Regions from separate parts of the Cricetulus griseus genome. Here region 2 is linked to region 1. The links are chromatin contacts, called in public Micro-C maps. All regions are on one chromosome and are shown on one strand. Each heading gives the region's core, a stretch centred on a gene start, on an enhancer-like site or on the middle of the called end of the contact. The rest is flanking DNA. Distances are from core to core; before and after follow the strand shown.

Region 1 (4,355 bases), core at 772-3,271:
CTGGGCTCTCTGGCTGCCACAGGTATGCTGGAGGCTTTGATGGGGATGTTTTGCTTCTGCAGTACTCTGGCAGCTCTGTGGGAATCTGCTCAGGTGGGATGCTTTCCTTCAGCACTGTCAGGCCAAGCTGTGCTTCACAGAGATGAGAGCTGAGACTGCAGCTCTTGTTGGGGCTGACAAAGTTCCCGAAGGGAAGATGACAGGTTTTCTTTTTTTGTTTGTTTGTGTTTGTTTTTGTTTTCGCTGTTTCTTATTTATTTCATTAAATTTCATTTTACATTCTAATCACAGTTCTCCCACCCACCCATCCTCTTGCCCCCCCCCCACCTCTCCCATCTGCTCCTCCCGTAGGGAGTCAACAAGCCTGGCCCATTAAGTTGAGGCAGGACCAAGCACCTCCCCCGCTCCCCGCCATGCGTATTAAAACTGAGCATGGCATCCCACCTTAGGGAATGGGCTTCCACAAGCTCTTTCATGACAGCTTTTCAAATCAGAGTCCTACAGCCAGGATGAGCCAATGTGAGAGTGCGAGGGCACTCACTGTCCACATGGGGACAGCACTGAGTCAGTTGTTGTCTGGCTGGTACCTGAACTCACACTGAGGGGTTGGGCCTGAGGGACATCAGGAAGGTCTCCGAGGGTGGCTGGTTCTTGACAAAGGGCCTTATAACAAACTCTAAGTATGCACTTGGGAGTTAGCCTACTGTTTAAAAGCATTTGTTGCATAACTCAAGCTTTCTGGGGCTCAGTTTCTCTTAGGATTAGTATGAAGAGCAAATTAATTAACACATGTCATTTACTGTTGCACAAGCACCCTTAAAAAACATCCTTTCAGCTCATGAGTGTGGACAGGGACGGGGTGTGGCAACTTGGTCTTTAGTGGAGTGCTAGCTGAGAAGTCAGATGAGGTGGGTGACCCAGGAGGTCAACCTCAGCTTCAAGTCCTCAGCTCCGGGCCATGATGTTGGTCTCCCTAGAAGGAAGGAGGATGCCTTCCATGTGGCTCTGAACTCTAGGAGAACAAAAGAAGTTGGGCTTTAGCTCCTGTGGTGGAAGCTGGGACAGATTTCACTCTACCACATTCTCCAAGTCAAACAAGCTACACAGTCAGAATAGTCTCAAGGCCAAGAGAGATGGGTCCCACTTTAACAGCAATGGCAGGCATTGATGAGAGTGGTGCTGCAACCAGGCTCCTGCAGCAAACCAGAGCTAAGCCTGGCACCCAGAGGCCCATCAGTGTACCCAGCATCATAGCTGAAGAGATTAAGAGCCCTCTGACACAGTTGCCAAGATCACACAAATAGAAAGGAGCAGGCTGTTATTTAAGCCTAAATCTCTCACAGCCAAAGGCTATTTGCTTATCACACCACATAACCAGCCATGAGCTCTTAGCCAAGGCACTGAATCCCTCTGAGTCCCACAGTTCTCCTGTGATGCGGCAGGTATCATGAAGGCAATATGAGAATACTATGCAGACACCAGTGGGGAAATACCCATGGTGGATGCCAGGGAGAGCTGTCTTCACAGTCACCCTGTGACCAGTAGGACTGAGTCAGCTGATCTGGCTAGGTGGGTGTCTCTCCTTCCCTTGTTACTGCAAGTGTACCCACCCTGATATTGTGGGCCTGGAAGAAGACAGCTTTCTTGACTAGGACTGGTTGGCTCTTCACTTAATGCTGTACAAGCAGCTGCACTCCCTGTTGGTGCCTCCAAACAGCCTGAGGAGTCTTAGAGAAGGCCATCTTAACTCACAAGCCTTACAGAAGGACAGGTTATTTGGAGGTTACCATTTGAGCCTCATTCATTCTGGAGCTGTCTCTTGCTGCAAGGGTGTGTGTTTGCTTGCGTTGACTTCTCTTGGCTCTAGCCAATCAGCTAGGGTAACTGAGAGGAGCAGCAGAGGGACCATGGTGCCCCACCCAGCAGCAAACCTTCCAGTGGCAGGCATTAGTGTGAGTGTGTGACAGACTCTTAGCTCCCATGCATTAAGGAAGCTCCCTGGGGCCTGGTTGCCCAGAGGAGGTACTTCCCCTGGGAGCTTCCCATCCTCTCTCTTCCTTCCCCAGGCCATCTCCCTGGTGAGTTCCCAGGGTTCCTCCCAGTAAACCACGTGGTACCCAGGCTCCTTCTGTCCCTAGAGGGTGTCTGGCCTTTCACCCTTGGAATCTCTATTCCCCAGCTGGCTCTTCCTTGGCAGTCTTCATTCCTGTTCTGTCCTGGTACTAACAGAGCCTTTGTCTGTATTAAGTTTGTTCCTCATCAAAATTGTATCTGGTGGTTTCTCATGTTATGACTTCCTGATTAGCTCTCTGTGGAAGCTGGTTTTGTAGCTTTGCTCAGATTTGGCGGTGGTAAAAATATCCTACGGTATAATCACCTCACTGTGTTGGCTTCCTTTGCTCCAAAACCCTCAAGTCAGGTGGGGGGGGAAGCCGGGATGTGTTTCTGAAGAAGTCTGTGAACTGATCACAAGCTTTGGGAGCACCTCCCAGTCCCATGGTAGCAGGCCAGCAGCCATAGCCACCTCCTCCCAGCTTCAGGAAAATGTGACTTTTGAGCTGGGGTGGCTGAGACTGGGCTCTGAGGGTAACTTCCTGGGTTCAAATCACAGGTTTTCTGAGCAATGTCTTCATCTTTATGACAAGCAAGCCATGGATACCTGGAAGCTGACCTGTGTAACTCAGCTGGGAAAGAATACCTGTCAATGCCCAGGCCCCGTGCATCCTCCACAGTCTAATGGCTGTGGTCAGCAAATGTGTATGGAGAGAGCCTGCTACCACATAAATACCAGTTTCATTCTGCTAAGAAGAGCTAGCATATGACCCTGGGTCAGTCATTCTATCTGGGCTTGCATATTCATGTAACGCCAGGAAGTAGGAAGAGGCTGGAAATGAGAGAAGTGGGCCAGACAGAAGTACATCACACTGATCCTTGCCATGGAAGGATCTCCACTGAGCAGGGGGTTCCCATGTTAAATAAGTTTGGGACGCTTTGGGTGTTACAGTTTGAATATGTGATATAGAAATGTCCTATCAAACTGGTGTTTTAGGAAATTGCTTGTGGTACTAAGCACACATACACACACACACACACACACACACACACACACACACACACACGTGCGTGTGCGTGCGTGCGTGCGTGCGTGCGTGCGTGTGTGTGTGTGTGTGTGTGTGTGTGTGTGTATGTGTGTTTTGCATGTGTATATGCACCACACGTGTTCCTCTGCCACCAGAAGCCAGCAAGGGCATCTGATTCTCTGGAGCTAGAGTTACAGTTTTGAGCCATCAGATATGGGTGCCAGGAACTGACTTGGGGTGGGCCCTTTGTTTTGTTGTTTTCGTTTTTGAGACAAGGTTTCTCTGTGTAACCCTGGATATCCTGAAACTCACTCTGTCGACCAGGCTGGACTTCAACTCAAAGATCCACCTGCCTCTGCCTCCCCAGTGCTGGAATTAAAGGTGTGTGCCACCACCACCAGGCTTACCTTGGGGCCTCTGAAAGAGCAGCAAATACTCTTAGCTGCTGAGCCATCTCCATCCCAGAGACTATGGGATCATTTAGGAGGACCTGTGAAGGTTACACTAGGGCCACACTGCCTGTCATGCTCCCTGCTTCCCATTCCACTCTGATGTAGGCAGCCTCTGCCTTGAGTGCCCACTGTTACTGCCGGGAACTGAATTTCCCTCCTGGACTGAGACCCTGAGTCAGAATAGATTCTTCCTCCATCAGGTTGATTCTGGCAGGTATTTTGGTCGCAGGAATCTGAGAAAGCACCTGTAACACTGGGTTAAAAAACAGAATAGAATCCTTTTATTTCTCAGCACCTTTAAAGCGCTGCTACCTGGGATATATCAGGAGGCAAGAGAGGCCATCTTCGTGAACTTCTGCAACCTTCCCAGAACACCAGCTCTTTCTGGTGTGACTGGCTGATTCTGATGAGACACCTCACCCACCTTCCTGGCCTGACCTTCAGCCTGAGTCTCTAGGATCAGGCAGGGAGGTGTATCAGATAGATGACACAGGACATGGAGTTCTGTCCCTTCATTGTTGATTTTCACAATTATGTCTGATTCTAACTAAGTGATCCATGGCTCCCCAGGCCAGAGCTTTCCAGGCTGTAAAAAGCCACCCAAGGTTGTGCTCCCCCTGCTGACTGCTCACAGGGCTTTTGAAGTAGGAACTCTGTGCTTTTTGGGTCCCGATGGGGATCAGAGAAGTTAAGAGATTTGAAGACCCCATGACCTGCCTGACTCGAGGTCGGCATGGACACTCTAACTAGAGACTCTTCCCTGTTGCCCAGGCTGTCCTCTCTGGGGAGCACAGGAGGCTCCTGGAGAGGTGATCCGAGGTCT
Region 2 (4,355 bases), core at 615-3,114, 150 kb after region 1:
CCTGGAAGTTGGAAGGAGTCTCCCACTTCAGGAATCTCCCCTTCCAGCTGCCACTGGCTCTGGGATTCACATTCCCTCATTTCCTCCTTGACCTGAGCCACTGTCTACTGAACAGCAGTGATCAGACCCACAAAAATGAGTCTTGACTCTGGAGGTGAGCAAGGGGCATCCCTGTGTTTGTTTTAGTTAGGCTTAGTTGGGGCTCTTTTACCTCTCTTATGTGTCCTCAGAGCTTTTGCTTTCATTGCCCTCTTCCTTCAACACACACACACACACACACACACACACAGAGAGAGAGAGAGAGAGAGAGAGAGAGAGAGAGAGAGAGAGAGAGAGAATGAGTACCTAGGAGGATGGTTTGCATTCACCTTTTCTTCTGATTGCGAAACTGAAATTACAGTGTTTTCCCAATCCTTCTCATGGGCTATAAGCATTGTGTCTGTTGTGACTCATGGGGACGCTGACCCCCAACCCTAGGGTAGCTGTGCCCCACCCTTGCTCCTCTACTTACTGTCCTGTGCTTTCTTTCTGACTTTTACACTGGGAACATAGGGAACTTAGACAAAAGTGGGGCAGCATTATGCAGGTCCTGCAGCACTCTACAATCTAAACCAGCATGACTTTCTTACAATTTTGTGCCCATTTTACAGATTGGGTAATAAGACATGGAGAGGGACAGCACAGTAAGTAGATACAGCATCAGATACAGTCCAGAGCCCTTTGCTGGCTTTTAGCATGGCTGCTGCTGCCACCAGACTCAACATGATATGATAATTTGCCTTTGCTCCTGCTCATCCAGTCCAGTGAGTGACTTCTTAGGAGACAGTGCACACACAGTGCCTGTTGTCAACAGATCTGACAGTACACACTTGTCAACAGATTTGGGTGACATATGGAAGCCAGTGGCAGCCATGGCTACCACATCTCTCCCCAAGTAATTGACGTCAGTTGGTTTGGTTTTCTTTTCTTTTCTTTTTTTTAATTAAAGTAAAATTGATGGCCACATAATGCTTGGGGTCTTATTTTGATGGAAGTGGAGCATGATTAAAAATTCAGAATTCTGTAACTGGGCATTAATTACTTCTTCACTGCACTTTTTATTTCTGGAGCAAGTTCACTGGCTAATATTAACCTCTCTGGTGCTGGGAGGTTAGAGAAGGAAGTGTGTCTAGCTGGATTTTTTTCTGGTTTATGTTTAGTCTCTGAGTTCTGCTGTCTGGTTCTTCTAACTCTGCAGCTTCCTTTGTGGGAATCTGAATGATTTTTACATCTTATTGCCTGATCCCATGTTCAGCCACACCCACTTTTGAGGATCCTTACAAGATTGTGTGTCCTGGTTCCTGGGGCCACAGAGTTAAGTTCCATAAAGTTAAGCTTTCCTCTTGACCCTTCAGTTTTGTGAACTTTGCTCAATTGTGTGGGAGAGGGGACGTGTGCAGGCATGTGCTGGGGCTCACATGTGGAGACCGGAGGTTGGTGTTGGATGTCCTTCTCTAATACTCTTTGATTACTCTCTGCTACAACCCCCGGAATCTTCTTATGGTCCCCTCTCTAGGGCTGGGACTATAGATGCAGGAGCTGCCGCCATACCTGGCTGAGAATCCAAACTCTTGTCCTAGTGCTTGTACTCCAAGGACTTCATGGACTGCATCATCTCCCCAGCTGTGTCCCTTTAAAAAACAAATACGATGACTATGTTTGCCCATGTTTTATTGAATGCTTAATGCATCCCCAGTACCTTCTCATCTCTTGTTATTTTACCTCCCAGTAGTCATTTGGGGGATGGGGCATAATTATATCCAGCTGATAGATGAAAAGCCTGAGGCTCAGTGAGGCTGAGTCAGTTGGGTGAGGTTACACAAAGCATGAAACTCAAATGTGTCACCTTCTAACACCAGCGATGGCCCTCACACAGGAGGAAAGAGGACAGTCAGAAAGGACTAACTGAAGCTTATTCACCAGACAGCAGGAGTGAAAGGACCTGGAGCAAGAGCTGAGTCTGGCTGCTCAGCAGCCAATGTCCTGGCAGCCCTGGAGACAGGTGGGCTTTGCCCACCACTCAGCCTCATCTGGTCCTTTGGGCATCTCCAGGCAGTGGCATGATTTGTTTTTTTTTAAACTACAAATCTGGTGGAGTTGGGCTAGATGGCTCACTTACTGCCACCCGAAAAGTTAGTTCTCTTCTAACACAGCACCACTCCCTATCCTGTCACTGGCTCACTTGGAACAGAAACCCAGGTGAAGGCCTGCTGAGGCCTGGAAGACTTGTCTGGGCTATCAGGGTCTCTAGTCTCTGCTCTTGGGGTGTCAGGGAGGTGGTCCAGGAAACTTGAGCATAAGGGCATTGAGTGCAACAGTTATGGGGTGTGCTGGTATGTGACCTCCCCTCCCCCAGGTTCTATGGGAAGGCTGTGTTTTATGGGCAACAGCTCCGTTCTGCAGGCAGGACAGCATAGCAGCAAAGCTTAGGATGCCATTCCCTTCCCAGAAGATTGCCCATAGTTCTGTTTGCTTCCCCCAACTGTTTTATAGACCCTATAGGTATCCTTGGGCCCTGGAGTCTTCATGTCCAGAAGACAGTGGGGTGCACCAACTTACCTGTGCTTCACAGGGAAGTAATCTGCAACACACTCTTAACACACACTCACAGAGACCACATATCACACAACCACCACCACCCTACTCACACACTGCCTCCCCTTCTTGCAATCCAAAGACAGGAAGGAAATGGGTTGGGACATTGGAATTGTCACAGCCTGGGCTGGGGCTGAGTCCTCCTTGTGTGACTTCTACTTTGTAATCTTTCAGGGTGTCTTTATCTGTGGGTCCAATGTTAGGTTTTGTGACTTTTTCAGAGGAAGATAGAGCCATGCTCCACCTCATTGGTGTCTGCATGAGGCTGTGTAGAATATAACGTTATAGTAGTTGATACATACCTGGGCATTAGGTAAATACAATGAGCAGTTGGCAGTTTGTGGGAAGCACCCTGTGAACTGGAGCATTCAAATATACCACGGGGCTGAGCACCATTTCCACCATTTCTGGCATATCATCAAGGAGGTGGAGACCGTGGGAGACTGTGAGAACAGCTTACAGACCATGATGCTGAAGGGCAAGGATGGGAGTGACCTTGACGAAGGACATGCATGGGTTGACATGGTCAAAAACTGGACCCATCTACATGTCATGGAGAAATCCAGGTGCAGACCTGGAGTGTCTCTGTGAGTGAGCATACTTCCTGGCCAGGCAGAAGGCTTCTCACAGATGCAGTTTCCACCCACAGATTATTTAAGCAGTGCTGTGAGATGCTCTTGAATTTCAAACAGGCTCCTTTTTTAGAAGCAGCATCACACTGTGCATTTGGCAGGCATGGATTCATTTCTCAATTTGTTTTTAAAATGCTCAGGGGCTATTGTTGATATTCTTTTATACGCACAGTTAACACAGCCTTGACAATCTTTGACTTCGCAAGCCCGGAACAAGGCATGGAGCTGGGAAGATCAGGGTGTGAGAAGCAGGTGAGGGCATCCCCATTCTGCTCCATCCTCACCACTTGAAGGCACTAGGTCAGCTCCAAGAGCTGGCTGCCTGTGACTTGGTTCCCAGTTTGAATCAAAAGCTGTGATTCTACACTGGGCCTCTAACTTGACTCTTTCCATCCTGGATGGATGACCGGGAATTTAGAGGCAGACTGTAATTAAGCCCCCTGTCAGTCAGCACTGCACTCCAAGTGGAATGCAATAAGTGCTACCACTTCCCCTCTCCCGGCACAGCAAGTGTGAGAATTAAGCTCCTTATGAGGATAATATCTGACCTAAAAATGTTGGAGCAAAGATTACCACAACGGGAGTTGGGCTAAGTAACACGCCTGTTGGGACTTAGCAGATCTGTGAGCTCTCGGGCTGCCTGGAAAGGCCACTCTCTGGAAGGAACCCCCAGTTCTAACTCATGAAGGCTGTTAGGAGTAATTTCTAGGATCACACAGATTCCATACTCATTTGTTCCTGCAGAGAACTTGAGGCCAGAGCAAAGCCCACCCAACCTTCCAGCCCCATTGTCATCTGTGGGCTGGCCTCCTTGTGTCTGGGACTTGAGGGAGCTGGGCCATCGGTTTGGCTTCTGCTGAAGGCCTCATGATCCAAAGGCCAGCTGATGCTTTGGTCTTGACTCTTAAAAATGAGAGTCTCCTATGCCTCAAAGTGGGAGAGCGTCTAATAGGTGTGAAGCATGGAGATTTCAGCCTTGTGAATTCACTTTCAATCCCACTGAGTCAGGCCTGACTTGATTTCCCTTTTGTCCTTTCCTGAGTTGGATGAGGACTAAAAAACTTAATTTACTTGGGTGTGGGTGGGCCT

The links. A called contact is a pair of places that touch in the nucleus more often than the background predicts.
Region 2: a contact with region 1 is called in a Micro-C map of the CHO-K1 cell line, with 5 times the contacts expected there. The contact joins two enhancer-like sites. A contact is called at or near these places in 6 of 8 Hi-C or Micro-C datasets (the CHK-Q cell line, the CHL-YN cell line, the CHO-K1 cell line and 2 more).

The regions. Positions count from the first base shown.
Region 1 is chr3:146,149,725-146,154,079 of CriGri-PICRH-1.0, forward strand. No RefSeq gene overlaps it. Among named protein-coding and RNA genes, the nearest start is that of Nav2, 120 kb to the right of the region's middle. Within about 2 kb of position 2,022, at least 1 of the 6 cell types and tissues checked has open chromatin away from gene starts, as enhancers often do.
Region 2 is chr3:146,300,742-146,305,096 of CriGri-PICRH-1.0, forward strand. All of the region lies in intron 1 of Nav2 (neuron navigator 2), which reads left to right. Among named protein-coding and RNA genes, the nearest start is that of Nav2, 31 kb to the left of the region's middle. Within about 2 kb of position 1,865, at least 1 of the 6 cell types and tissues checked has open chromatin away from gene starts, as enhancers often do.